2 separate regions of the Neogale vison genome follow, and region 2 is linked to region 1. A link is a contact called in public Hi-C data. All regions are on one chromosome and are shown on one strand. The core of a region is the stretch at or near the end of the contact, and the rest is flanking DNA. Distances in the headings are between cores, read along the strand shown. Region 1 has its middle 22 kb from the start of FAM72A. Region 2 overlaps SRGAP2 (SLIT-ROBO Rho GTPase-activating protein 2).

Region 1 (7,504 bases), core at 1,566-4,065:
TTAGTACCTGTTTTGGCTAACTGAAAGAAATCCAAAGAGGATTTTTGGTTTTATAAAAAATGCTGGAAAGTGAAAATAACATTTCACTGGGAGCCCTCACAGAGGCAGTGGGCATCCCGGAAACAGCACTGAGGGGGTCCTGGCTCGCTCCTTTCCCCTGGAACTATGTTCAACCCGTCAGCGTCCAGCCATTGGAGTTCTAAACTGGGTCTGTGAGTATCCCTGCCTTCTTTCCATTTATTTTGTGCCTCTGTTAGCAAGATGTATGTCAAGGTATCAGAAAACCCTAAAGCTGGTTATTTTGAGGGTCTGAAAATGCTCAAAATTTTTTCCATATAAATTAACAGTAATCACATCTTTGCATTACCCCATTTCAGGTTACAAAAGGTTTTGTAAGAAAGCTCTGTTTCAGATAGTGGGAGAAGCCTGTTTATTTCTGCCTGTTTATTTCACAAAGTAGCTTGTGATGGCAGAAATAATTTTTTTCTGGAGGTTAGGCTAAAGGATCTTTGTAAAACAAGCATATGCATTATTTTTGCTCCTGAACAATCCATTTGATCATTGACTGTTTCTGAAAAAGGAACTAGAAGTGAGATTTTTAAAATATAAAAATATGCTTAATCTCTTAAGTGCAAACAAAAATTATAAGCAGATGTTTGGTGGATTGGCAAAAAAAAGGGGGGGGATGAACAATCTCCTCTGTGGGCATTTCCACACAAAGGTTGTGGGTGTATGTATCATTGTGTGGGGAGGGCACTTTGACAGTATCTACTACCACATTTTATAGTGCCCAAAGCCTTGGATTCAGTGATTCCACTTTTAGAAATTTATTCCACAGATGTGCTCAAAGATGTAGGGATAAAGATATTTATTGCAGAATTATTTATGAGAGCAAAACAAACAATCAAGCCCATAAACAAACACAGAAAAAAAAATCCCTTCATGAAGAAGTTTGATGAGACAGTAAGCTAGAGTGCATTCACACAATGGGATATTACTAAACAATGACCCTCCACCATGTATTGCTGAGGGGGGAAATGGTACAGAGACATTTGTTGGGAACCACATTTGTTTAATACACAGAAATTACTGGTGCAGGTTGCATATGGGGAGGGAAATTAGAAAACAGTTTTTCATTTACATCTTTATCTTTCATTTATGCCTTTTTTAGACATTTGGATTTCGTACCATTTGTATGTAGTATATCTTCAAAGATAGTTAAAATTTCAACAGCCACAGTAGTGACACAGAAATTCCATAGGAATAATATCTTACATTCATTGAATTTTGCTAGATGTCAGGTACTGATTTTCTAACACTTAGCATACATTTTTTTATTTGATTCAACCACAACCTTGTAAGGTGGATTTTATTTATTTATTTATTTGTTTTAAGAGTGAGTGAGTGGGGAGGGGAAGAGGGATAGGGAGAGGGAGAGGGAAAATCCCAAGCAGGCTCCACAACCAGTGCGGAGCCTGATGCAGGTCTGGACCTCAGGATCCTGAGATAATGATCTGAGACAAAACCAGGAGTCAGATGCTTAGCTGACTGAGCCACCCAGGCACTCCAAGTGGGTACTATTATCTGCATTTCACAGAGGAGGAAAATTGTGGTAGAGAGAGACTGAGTAACTTGCCCAAGAATTCACACCGTGTCAGTGATGAGCTAGGATGTGAACCCAGGCATTCTGGTTCCAGAGACCAGTCTCTTAGCCACTAGACTCCTGTATAATCTCAGACCTCCATAATGAACTCTTAATTATAGTGCAGCCAGTATAAAACTAAGATAACAAGCTCAGATGTGCAAGAAATACTCACTTCTTTATTTTCTCTGAATCAACTTACATCTGATTCTTAGTTCCCATCCACCTTTATTGGCAAAAAATATAATCTCAGTCATTCCTAGGGGCTCCTCCCTCCAAGGGTTATGCAAGGTCTTGAGGCCTTACTGGGCAGCAAGGCCTGGCAGAGACCCTGCCAGTAGTGAACCCTCAGTGATGACCCCAAAGATATCCACCAACCCAGACCAACACTCTCCAGCCACAGAATGGAGTCCTGCCCACTCTCCTGCCCAAGCTACAAACATCTTTATATTCTCAGGAAATTGGTTCCATTTCTTTCCCCACAGCCTTCAAAGGCATGAAGAACACTGTCTTCAATGAGCTCAGGTTTTATCTAAAGACAGCAAGATCATTCTGCAAAACATCTGTATGGTGAAAATTACTTAGCTCTTCTCTAACTTGCTTAGACAAAAGGGGAAGAGAAAAATTGGGAAAGAAATTCAAGAAATTAATATGTCAATAAATTATCCTGCCACAGAGTCATAGTCGTGAAAAACAATACTTTTGAATTGGGAATTCATCTCCCTCATCATTTCCATGTGTTTGAACTTGTATCGTTCTGGAATGATGACTGTAGTAGATCAATAAAACTATGTCTCCCATTGGCACAAATTTAGACTGAGACATGGGACAGTTAGTACTCACAGTCTGAATGCAAAGGCATACAGAGTATACTTTGCAGAAGGGACAAAAACCTAAATGGAAATGAGGATAGTTCCCCTTTACACCTTGAACATCCTCAAATAAAAATTAGACAAGTTCCCAGCCTCTGCTCAGCTAACCAGCCTATAAGTGCAAAAAAGAAGACAAGATTGGAATCCAAAGCAGGAAGTGTTAGAATCCATGGGCCTGGAATCAAAGAAACAATGTTTAAATAGAAACCAGGTTGATAGAATTTTAACAGGGTTCTAGCAGGCAGGAAAAGGAAGATGTATGATCTAAGCATAGGATCTTTTGACTGCAGGAGCCTGGGTGAGAGGTCTGCCCCAAATTCCATCTGCCACCAATGAAAGCAGAAAGGAAATGTGTAGAGAGAGAGCCAAGCCATGGGGAAAGTCTCCAAGATGGGTGTGCCTCGTGTGTGTTAAGTAATCATGTCCAACTCAGCAAATCCGAGTTTCTTTATTCTTTGGGCTACTTTCCATTTTAATGAGCAGGGAATATTTGATCTTAAGCAGTTTCCGCTACCCAGTTTTACCCTAGCCTTTGTAGAGGAGAAGAAATGGCTGCAGTGCTGGTCATATTTGCTTGTGAAGGCTCCTGGTCAGCTAATCCCTGGTCCTTTGCTCCACCTAGTGGATTTCCAGGTTAGAGAGGATTTGGAAAGAGACCACTGATTGGAAGAATATACTCTTGCTGATAAATCTGGACTTCTGTCAGGTTCTTTAGGGACAAGACCCTGTTCTACCCCCCCCCATCTGTCCTTGTTCATGTTGAATGAGCTCTTTTATTTATTTCCATTCAAGCTGTGAGTCAGCAGAATCTAATGCATTCCTTTTCTCTGTCTCATATATATAAAATCATACAGCATTATAGGAACAGAAGGCTCATCAGCACAGAAGAATATATTCTACTCATAATTATATCCCCCAATGGCCAAACTCAATCAAACCTCCACAGGGTCACTTAATTAAATAATGGCCTACCTACTTGTTAATCCCCATGGGGTTCCTTTGAACAATAATTGGTTAAATAAGTGTTTTTTTTTTTTGAGAAGTTTCACATTCAATTATAAAAACAGACGAACGAATATTATAAAGCTTGGGAAAGTTAAAGATTTCAGATACAAAGGGATTCAGAGCTGACTCTTTACAAAAATCCATATATGGAGACAAAGATAAGTACACTCTATAGACTTAAATCATTAGTGTATACAAAATAAATTCAACAATCTATACTTATTTGCTAGCCTACCCTGCTCCTGTCAGTCACCAGCCTTAAAATCAATCAAGTCTTTGTTCTTTATTTCTTACATATAGTTGATGTTTAATTGCTGTTATGGATCGTATTGTGTCCCCTCAAATATTCGTGTGCTGGAGTCCTAACCTCCAGTACCTGAATGTGACCTCATTTGGAGATAAAGTCTTTACAGAGGTAATCAAGTAAAAAAATGAGACCATCAGAGTGGGCCCACTGCCAATATGACTGGTGTCCTTATGAAAGGGGGTATTTGGAGACAGACATGCATAAAAGGAAGAACACCATGTGAAGACAAAGATGGCACTCTACAAGCCAAGGAGAGAGGTCTGGAACAGATCCTTCCCTCCTGGCCCTCGGAAGGAATCAACCCTCTCAATATCTTGCTTTTGGACTTCTAGTCTCCAGAACCACGAGACAATAAATTTCTATTGTTTACACTACACAGTTTGTGGTACCTTGTTATGGCAGACCAAGCAAACTAGTAGAATTACCTCTGATAAATGATTAAGGAGCTCTCTGCACAAAACAAACTTAATCCATAGAATGCCAGAACCAGAAGGAATCTCTGAGAACATATTGCTTGACCCTCTTGCTCCGAAATGAGATGTCTGTGGTCACACAGCAAGTTGGTGACTGAGTCACCTTTTTAGTCCAACTTTAGTTGGTCATGTTCTGTCAGAGCCTGCCAGCCATTTCAAAGATGGCGGCAAGATCAGCCTAAGATGATGATTGGGCTAAAGCTTTGTTGGGAAGAACTTCCTGGGGGATACTACACAAGTTTGACCTTTCCTAAGAATTGGCTAATGGAAGCTTGTGCTGAGTAGATGAATTAATTGCTGGTTGGATGCCAGCGAGAAGACTGATACCCTGTGGAACAGTGTGACAGGTAACTTGACCTCTGGCTGGGCTGATAGGATCCATCCTCCCTTTTCAGGCCCTTGGTGGTGAATGCCTGGCTCTGGCTGGAAGGCCCCCCCCACCCCAACGAGCATGATTCACCAGAGTGACTTAATCATCTGTGGGTCAGAAGCTCAGGTTCATGTGAGCAGGGTGGGGGCTGGGGGAATGGAGGCTGATGGAGGCTGAGTAATACTTCGCAGTGGGTGTGGAGACTTGTTACAATGCTAAGCATGCAGTTGATTAAAGCACATGACACAAGTAATTGCTGGAGATCCCAAAACAGCTATCACCTAGGATTATGGAGATCTGATCTAATGTCAGACTGAAAGCCCAGTTTCGACTCTGCAGCAGAGGCCTTTGAAAAGTGTCCAGGAGTAATTGGCATTTAATCAATGCAATCATTATCACAGCACGTGGCTCCCGCTGCTTCAGGATCCCTTGCAACCACTGAACTGCAGAGGGTGGCTATGTCCATGCAATTTTTACCAGCAACAGCATTGCGTCCCAGTCCCAGACGAGGTCCAAGTGGAAATATATTCATATCTTTATATTTGAGAAACACAGGTTCACCGTCTGTAAGAATTCAGTCTGATATCAATGACGCTATAAACAGGAATGGTTACTCTCTTCTGTAGAGAGGCTTAATCAGCCTTAATTTTGATAGACAGGAGAGGAAAAGCTAGAGCAGGCTGCTAAGCATTTGCTTTTCATCCAATCTTCTCTAAACCTGCCAGGAAACACCGGGAAGAATAGGACTGCTAGGCCCTCCCTGAGATATGGAAGGAGTCTAGACGACTTGTAATTGTAGACAAAGAAATACTGACTCTGCTCTCATCAACTGCTTTATGAAGTGTTACTACTGGGCATCGGACTGGGTATTTAAAGGACAGTCTGCTCCTTTGGGAGGGAAGACACTATGTTCAGGCCTTACCCTCTCTCCTTTCCCTGGCAGGAGTTTATGGTTCACTCCCCACCCCCCTCCCCGCCACCCCCTTACAAAAGGGGTTTAGAAAAAAGAGAAGGTCCAAATTCCCCCGTGAGCATCTAACAAGTCTATGCATGACTGATGAGAGGAAGTGGGGAGAAAGAAAAGAAGTATCCTTGAACTTAAGGACCCATAAGAGGTTTCCTAAGATGATCGTAATCTATTTCAGTGTTTTTCAAAGAGCACTTCCGAATTACCCATTTCAGAATGACCTAAAGATTTTGCCAGTAATGCAGACTGCCAGGCCTCCTTATGTGCTCAAATCAGAATTGGAGGGAGTAGGATCCTGGAATTCACACTTTTAACCAGGGTCCCCAGGGACTCCCAGATATACTGAAATGGATTCTACTCCTCTTCCCCAGCTCACTGTGCTGTGCTCCAAGGCTCAACCCCTTCTCTATCTACACTCATCCCCTTGATTACATCAAGTCTCATGCCTTTAAGTGTTTTGATATACAAATGGATCTCAGATTTATCTGCAGCCCCCAGCTCTTCCCCCAAGCTCCAGAATTCTATATCTCATTGCCAAACTGATGTCTAATAGGCGCATCCAAAAACAAACTCTTGCATTTCCTCTCTGAACTTGCTCTTCCTCATCTCAGTAAATAGCACCACAATGCATGCCAAAACCTCGGAGTCATTCCTGACTCCATGCTTGGTATCTTCCTCACTTTCTCTTCTACTCACTTCCAGTCCATCAGAGTCCCATGAGCTCTGCCAGGTCCTTCTCTGCCCTGTGGGCTACTTGGTCTCTCTGCTGGTTTTCTAGATCTGTCAGAGTTCAGTGGCAATAGCAGAAGCCATTCTAAGGGTTTGAAACAGAAAGGGATTTAATGCAGTTGTCGTAGATGGATGCTACAGTGGTCCTTTCCATCCATGTGCCTTTTCGGCAGTGTGGCTTTGCCACAACCCCCCAAAAGAAATGAAGTCTGATCTTCCCTTCTCTTGACCGTGGACCAGCCCTCTGGTTGACCACCAGAATGATGCAGCTGTGATGCTGTATGACCCCCAAGCCCTCAGACCTAGCCATAAAGAGGCTCTTGCCAGGCCTTTTTACCCTCTTGGAAGGCAGCCTTCATATAAAGCAGCTCAGCTAGACAATCGAGTGATGAGAGACCTCATGGAGCGATAGGGCTCTGACTTAGGCATCCGTGCAAGATCCCAGACATGTGAGAGAGGCCATCTAGGATGTTCCAGCCTGGCATCGCTGACAGTCAAATGCACCCACATATGTGAGCCCAGAGGAGATCAGCAGAATATTAGGCCCAGCCAAGCTAAGTTTTTTGGTTGGGGGAAGGGGGTATTCATGACACAATGGATACCTGAAATGTCAGCCAAGTTAGGGCTTGCAAAACCTTTGGAGCACTATAGGGTGCTCTAGGCTAGGCCTCCCAGAGTATCTTCTAGAATGATACTGCAGAACTGGCCTGCCAGACATGTTGCTACTTCTGCCATAATCTAGAAGCTAATGGTCAGGAAGCCACCCACCGCTTTCTGGCACCAGAAACACACCGCCTCTGTTATGATCTGGACCTCAGGAAATCACCAGAAGATCTGCCAGCTGCAGAGCCGTACCACGGTCACGCCACGTTAGCAGAATGGAGAGTTCAGGTGCTGTCACCACTGTTCCCTTGTTTAAGCTAGTTCTGAATTCATCAGACTTAGGTGAGCGCATCAGATTGGCAAATGGTAAAGCCTGTCTGAACTTTTGGTGGCGAGAGGATCTGGAAAAAATACTTTCTAGCTTTTTAGCCTGTGCACTGCTGAAAAGCACAGAAGGAAGGATTTTAAAAGATGTTTTGTTCACTGTTATAGCACCTAATGCAAAATCTGCACCTAAGAGATGCTCACTGGGGGCG
Region 2 (7,504 bases), core at 1,770-4,269, 260 kb after region 1:
CCTCAAAGCTCAAGACCACCAAGTAAGTATCTGTTTCTGCTTTGCCCAGTTTGGGGGTGGCAGGGGAACAGAGACACATAGAAAGCAAGGGAAGGTGAGGCCAAGGAGAGAACGTGCCGTGTGTCCCTCTTCTCCCAGAAGTCGTGGAGGCCAGCACCTGCCCCTCTCTCACTCTTGCCCCAGCTTCCTCAGGGACAGGAATCCCTGATCACGCTGCCCTTTCTGTTTGTGATTGAAGGCAAAGGAAGAGGCCAGAATCTGGGAGTATCCGGAAAACATTTCGGAGCGACAGCCATGGGCTGAGCGGTTCCCTGACTGACTCGGCCACCCCGGGGGTGGGGGCTAGCTGCCGCCCATCTTCCCAGCCCATCATGAGCCAGAGTCTCCCCAAGGAAGGGCCAGATAAGTGTTCTATCAGTGGGCATGGGAGCCTCAACTCCATCAGCCGCCACTCGTCCCTGAAGAATCGGCTGGACAGTCCACAGATCCGGAAGACAGTGACAGCAGGGAGGTCAAAGAGCTTCAATAACCATCGGCCCGTGGACCCTGAGGTCATTGCACAGGTAAGGTGGGGTGGGGCTTCTGGACGCCCGGCTAGCACATCTCCGTTTGTTGCGCCCACGTAGCGCCACGTTAATTACGTTAATTACGACGGGCCTTGAAACCACGGAAGTCTGTGCATCACATACCAAATTCAGAGGCTGCTAGACGTCTGGACCCAAGAAGGCAGCTCTCTACGCAATTCGTCTATCCCACTCTCCCCAAGAATTCGAAGACAGAATAAAAGAATTCAGACTTTTTTTCACATACAGGCTCTCGAGGCTTGTACTTTTTTTAAAGCAACACATTAGAGTTTTTTGATAGAGTCCATTCTGCCCAAGTTTCGGGTTTCGAGAGCCTGGTAAGGCTTTCGTGAAGCTGTGCGAGTGTTGAGGCTCAGATGTAGTGCTGGCCATGTTTTTCTGTCACCCCGCCCGCGCCCCAGTCCCGCTCCCTGCAGCTGATCCCTGGTCCCTAATGGGAAGAGGAAGACCACCGACAGCTCCTGGGTTCATGGGGGGGTGCAGGTAACGGAAGGGTTTCCAGCCCCAGTCCCCAGGCGCAGTGGCAGTGAGCTCTCTGGTTATGGGGTCTTCCTTCTGCGTAAGCACCACACTGACAAGTCTCTGTTTTCCGTGGACTATTAGCGATCCAGCCCCACCTCTAGAAGTCCCACTTCTGGGGTCGCTGCAGGCAGTTCACTCAGACGCCTCTCCCAACTCTATAATTTTCGTTAGACCAGGTAGGAGCGAAGGGCTCCCTGCTGCCCTCCTATGTTTCAACTGAGTTGAGATTCTTCTTGCCCCGTCTTCCAGGGGGCAATAGAGGCTGCGTCCGGTCTCTATTGGCTTAATTGGGATGCTCTGCTTAGGGAAGGTGTACCCGGCAAGCATAGTATTAAGCAGCGGGCCTGCGATGTCTTGCTTTGCTAGCCCTCTCCTCCTGCGCGTCTGCTGAAGCTCATGGCTGCGATCTGCCTTGCACCGTGGGGATCCTCCCAGCTCCCTCAGCCAGGTGTTAAGACGAAGCTAGAATACATTCCCCGTACAGACTCTACTACAGAGCAGGACTGAGGAGATGATGGGATTCTTCCTGAGCATTTTTATGGTTTGAGAACAATCATAGGGATGAGTGAAAATCACCGTCAACAGAAAGCATAGCTCACCCTGTAAGGGCCTTAACCAGGGCCTTGGCTTGGAACATGTCATCTTGACGTGTGAGCCTGATTCCAAGGAGGAGCCCTGTGGTGGTTTGGGGGTGCCCGACACAAGTGTGTGGAGAGGTGGGGAGGGAGCTGGGAGGTCTCCCTGAGGGGCAGCTGGCTGCGGACAGAGGGTCTCTGGTTCTGCTGTTTCCTGAGAGCTGGGTGGTTCCACTGTGGCTCCCGGGAGGTGAATCACCTGTGCGGGCTCTGGCTCCCCCTCCTGGTCGCTCTTCCATCCCCTCTCGTGGTGATGGGTAGAGGGAAAGGGCTTCCTCAAATTGGGCTCTCTGGTGGGGTAGGGGTGGGCGTAGGGGTGAGGGGGAGGTGTCCTGATGAATCTTCAGGGCGAGGGTTCTGGAACCTTTCCTCAGCCCTTGGCCCTTCTCGACCTTTGGCTTTGAAGCCAAGAAAAGAAAGATCATACTTAATCTCCACCACTTAGTGAGAAATAGTTTATTATGTACAATACCAAGCATACACAAAAGTGGAGAGAATTGGATAATAAATCCCACATACTCCTGACCAGACTCCTGGCCACTCTTACTTCAGCAGTTCCCCCCAACCCCGCCCCGGCACTGGATTATATGTCATTTCACCCAGAATTATTTCAATGCATATCTCTAAAACCTGAGGACTCGATTTAAAATAACATCTCCACCATTCTTTTCTAAAGGAAGAAAAAGAAATCTCCTGATAATGAAAATCCCTTTTTTCCCTTTCCCTACATTCTGAACATTCATATGTTTAAGGATTTCGGCCAAGTAAAATAATCTGGACATCTCCCTCCAGTTGGTTTCTTTGTGATTTGGCCTATGCTGTTGAAATAGGATCCTTGGGGACTTCTCCTTCTACTGGCCTCACCTCCTCTTTCCTGTTTTGCAGGATATTGAGGCAACTATGAACTCTGCCCTGAATGAGCTGCGGGAGCTCGAGCGGCAGAGCAGTGTCAAGCACACTCCTGATGTGGTTCTGGACACCTTGGAGCCCCTCAAAACTTCCCCAGTGGTGGCCCCCACATCAGAGCCCTCCAGCCCGCTGCACACCCAGCTCCTCAAGGACCCCGAGCCCGCCTTCCAGCGCAGTGCCAGCACTGCCGGGGACATCGCCTGCGCCTTCCGGCCTGTCAAGTCAGTCAAGATGGCTGCCCCCGTCAAGCCGCCAGCCACACGACCCAAGCCCACGGTCTTCCCCAAAACAAACGCCACTAGCCCTGGTGTCAACTCATCATCTTCCCCACAGTCCACTGACAAGTCTTGTACTGTCTGAGGGATGTAACTTAATTGTTCTAGACAAGGGGACTGGAGGGAATGACTGTTATTAAAAAAAAAATCTTCCTATTTAACTAGCTTGGGGACTTCAGTTGAAAATTAGATTCTAAGTTGTTCTTGCAGGAATTAGCCTTCCCGTCACCCAAAACCTTGAGAATGAAGCCCTCGTTACCACCCTGCCCTGCCCTTCCCACTGCCCTCTGCTTCTCCCCGTCGTCGTAATCCAGCCAGCCGCAGTACATACTGTTCTTAGGGTAGCCAGAGATAGGATTTTCCATTATCAGGTCACTGTGAAATCTGGCACGGCGAGTCACGAGGACACGGGCTCACGTCTCCGTCCCCTCAGACACAGGGGATGCCTGACCAGATGGTTGGCTGCTGAAAGCCAGCTCTCAGTGGCATCTTGTTTTGGGTACTGACTATAGAGAACCATATATAGTCCATTCTTCGTTTTACACACACACACACACACACACACACGTTTTTTTTCTCGTCTCTGGCATGTGGAGCCTCTCCTGGTCCCAGACCAGTCTCTTTCTAACTTATTGTGGCAGTTCACACAAGAGCCACCAGGGGTCTCTGTTTCTGTTCCAACTCTTGTTCTGTCTGGGCCAGAGGACCTAACCTTTGAAATCTCTCCATCATAAAAAATTGAGCACGATGGAACTGGATCCTGTAATCTGTCTGGGGTTGGAAGCTTTCTCTCTGTCTTCTTTCTATTGGTGTGAACTGGTCATTGGTGTTTGCTTTTGCTCTCCTCCATCCTCTAGGAATACAACCCAGTCTTTTTATAGAACTTCTGAAGTTTTTCTGAATGTTTAGACATTTCTCGGGTTCCTGTCTTTGTCTCTGATGGGCCATTTTCCATTTAAGACACTTTCCTGTATAAGACAGTTTTATAGCTGGTTCCTTTTAGGGTAAAGAGTCTTAAGAGAATTTTACTTGTGTTTATGGCAGGTTTGGAAAAGGTGAGAAATAGGTCCTTCTTCCTCCCACGGTTTTTGGGCATTTAAGACAAAATTCATTATCTTATTCAAAAATTAAAGTCAGCTTTGCTAGCCCCCCAAATTGTTCCCGAATGAAAATGTAACCTAAAGTTCACCTCTCTGGTTTGGTTATTCTGTAAGATCTCTCTTCAGGGACCAACAGGGGCTTGGAGAGCCCTAGTTAGATTAAAGAGAGACATTACTCCTTAAAACCTGTGGGTTTTTGTTTTTGTTTTTGTTTTTGTTTTTGTTTTTTTTCCAAATAAGAACAACTAAGAGAGCTTTGGCCCTGTGGGTTCTAAAGTCTTCCCGAGACCGGAATCTAACAAAATAAAAAATTGGGATACTGAATATTTTGGCCTTCTGTTGGCCTTTTTTCTGGTTCTCCTCCCAAAAAAGCAGAAATGATGCCCTTGCCTACTTTAATCTGGTCTCTAAACCTGGTGCCCCTGGTCCCGGCTTCCCTGGCTTCACGCTGTCCTGGCAGTAGGGCTGGGGACTGCCCCACCCCCTGTTGCATGAGTCTCAGAGAACTCCTTCAGTTAAAGCTGAAGCTCATTCCTTTTTATTTCCTGGCTTTAAATCTATGCTTTTAGCCTTATTTTCTATAGATCAAGAGAGGTGGTGGGTTGCCATTCAGATAGGAAAATCTGAGTTTCCTTATGTTTAGCCTAGAAGATCCTTTTTGGATCTTCTGAAGTTGGCAGTTGGTGCTGTGGAAAGTGGTAGGATTTTCCTCATTCTGGGTGAAGGAAAGAGCAGCTTTGGGGGGCATCGCTAATCACTAAAGGCTAACCTGGCACACCAGGATGACCACCCTAAGAGCTAGAAAGGAGAAAGGAAGAACTCGTCAGTGGAGTGCGTCAGCCTATGAGAAGTGACCCGCAGGCCTCTGGTTCTTGGCTTTTGTTGCTCTGTTCACTGGCCTGTCGTCATCTGTCACATGGACTTGCACAGGTCTTGAGCCAACAGGGGCTTTCAGACCAAAGGATCTGTTTCCTTAATGAAAACGGAAGCCCTCCCCTTCACTTTACATTCCTTTTGCTCCAACCGATCAACACTGGGACCCACACCTGCCCTTTCCCCCTCCTCCCAGCAAACTCCTCTCTGAGAAAGTCAAAGCAAAGCTTTCTGAATGACAACGCTTTGGGCCCCTTTGGTTGTTCCTGCCTTATTTCTCACGCGGCCCTTGTACATGACTTGTGTCCACCATCCCCTTGGTCAGTGTCCCTCTGCTGATTTGCCTCATGAACTGGACAGTGTGTGAGCAGCCACCTACTTCCCCCAGCTCTGGGAGCCACGTTGTCTTCCCCTCTCTGGTGCTCCTGATACCTGCGAGACCGACCTGTCGAGGGGACTAGGAACCCACAGAAGGAGAGTCCTTCTCGGCAGAGCTCCTGCGGCCAACTGGAATTCAGGCTGCACACTGTGATCTTTACACCGAAGAGCCAAAAGGAGCTGGCCACCCAGGACCTAGGGAGACCAGTCTTCCTCAGATCTGCTTGCCTCAACCAGCATGATGCTTCAGAGAGCCCCACTCCGCCCCTTGAGGCATGGATCCTTCTCTTGGTGCAGACTCGGGTCAGTCTTTGGGGGATTGGAGGCGGGGTGGGGCTACCAGCATCCCAATCTGGAAGAGAGGAGTTTGCAGCCAGCAGCCTGTCAGCTGGAAACACTGGTCTCAGCCAACCCTCTCAGGGCGCCCTGGTTTCTCCCCAAGGAGATGAGGAGAGATGACGCCAGCAACAGGATGAACAGACCACCGGAAGGGCTGGTGTGTGTGTACCCCACGTGCAGAAGAGAAGCTTAGATCTTCCAGGGAATTGCAATGTTGTGGCGTCTGACTTGTATGTCACGTTTGTGTAAAATGGTATATTCTTTAAAATAGTGTTGATAACTGGAATATTGTATGTATGCTTGGAGATGCTTTGTGTGAACCTAAGACTGTCACTCAACAGATGTTGGATTGGGGAAAATCCAAAGCACAACTTCGAAATAAAATACGTTTTTAGGTTTCGATGCTGCCAGTTCATATCCCCTTTCTGCCCCCTGAGATCTCCAACCCAGGAGTCTAGCTACCCAGGAGGGATTGTGACTGGTCTGTGGTGAGAGAGCCCTGCTGGCAACAGGAGAAATGTGACGTCAGGAGCCAACCACCCTCTCCCTCCCAGCAAGGCACGGCACAATTGCATCTAGAATGTGCACCCTCCCCGCCCACTGCAAGTGTGAAACCTACGAGGTTTTATAGAAAGTCTTCTAGCTCCCCATTGGGCAGTCTGTTGCTATGAGAACCATTTCCTCCACAGAATGCACCCACCCTGTTTTCAGGGAGGACCGTTCTCGTTTCTGTCCCTGGTCAGATTTCCCCACTTGGGAGAGTGGGGCCTGTCCAGTTGCTTGCAGGTTTTGCCAGCCGCAACCAAGGGTGACTGAAGGTTGTATTTCTTCCACAAGCCAAGCCCTGAGTCGTCCTGCTTTTGGATGCCCCCTGCCTCTGGGAGAAGAGCTGAGCTCTATGCTTGTGCTGTTGGTGTTGAGTGGGGGGCGGGGGGGGGAGACATAGGAAATGCTTTCTTGCCTATAGATTTTGATTGTAGCAGATCACAAGTTCAAGGGTGAAGCCATTCAAAGGTAGTAGCTGATAATGCATACGAGGGCAGATTTTCTAATACCAGAAGTCCCAGGTTGGGATCAGATCTCTCCTCTCCAAGGGGTCGCCCGGTGTTCAATGGTAATACGAGGAATCCTACCCCAAGCCCCGGACCAGACACCATGCCCTAAAGTCCAACACTTCCATCTGTCTCATGCCTTTCCAACCTGTCCTCTCTTCCCCCTCCTTCATTTTAGTAGTAGAGCTCCATCTTGAGCTTCAATTGCTGGCCCCTTGGTCTTGGAGAAGTCAAAGATGAGGCTGTCCTGCCCCCCGTGCTCTGGGGGAGTTCTCCATCCCTGAGTGTAGGTGCTGACCTGGCAGATAGAGATGGTTTATAAGCTGTGGGCAGAGGACCAACGAGCCTTTTCAGAGAGTCTAAAGGCAAAGGCAGGCTACCGTGGAGGGTCACTTTCTATATTCAGAGGGGAGCTTGATGGAAGTGAGTGACAATGAACACAGTTGAAAACAGACCTAGATAGCAACCCCAAAAGGAGACCGGGGGATCTGAATTTAGGAAATGGGCTTAATGAGAATCTACTCTAAATGTCTCTCTTGATACAAGCAGCTCCTTTTTATACTGGAGTTAGCCACCCTGGCATAGTGCATGTGCCAAAGACTCATTCATCAGTCAGTCAACAAACTCTAAGGCTCACTGTGTGCCAAGCGCTGTTGTACAGGAGGAAGCAGGAGAAACAGATAATGGAGCTTTCTGGTGTGAGGGAGAACAGATAAGCCAAACAGGACTTGGAAAGTGAAACAATGTAATAATAGGTCCTTAGTGCCTGGGGGAGGAGTAGGACAGTTCATCAAGAATTCGGTAAAGTGGAAATGACGACTGGATGTCCAAATAGAA

What was found. Hi-C and Micro-C count contacts between places; a contact is called where the count stands out from the background.
Region 2: a Hi-C map of fibroblasts shows a contact between it and region 1, with 7 times the contacts expected there. The contact joins two enhancer-like sites. A contact is called at or near these places in 2 of 3 Hi-C or Micro-C datasets (fibroblasts and muscle).

What each region holds. Positions count from the first base shown.
Region 1 is chr10:74,565,311-74,572,814 of ASM_NN_V1, forward strand. No RefSeq gene overlaps it. Among named protein-coding and RNA genes, the nearest start is that of FAM72A, 22 kb to the right of the region's middle. Within about 2 kb of position 2,816, the one cell type or tissue checked has open chromatin away from gene starts, as enhancers often do. A contact at or near this core is called in fibroblasts, where this site is marked.
Region 2 is chr10:74,822,587-74,830,090 of ASM_NN_V1, forward strand. SRGAP2 (SLIT-ROBO Rho GTPase-activating protein 2) reads left to right here. Exons shown (of 23, transcript XM_044267773.1): 22 at 239-563; 23 at 2,627-6,015. The coding sequence ends at 3,010. Among named protein-coding and RNA genes, the nearest start is that of IKBKE, 7.6 kb to the right of the region's middle. Within about 2 kb of position 3,020, the one cell type or tissue checked has open chromatin away from gene starts, as enhancers often do. A contact at or near this core is called in fibroblasts, where this site is marked.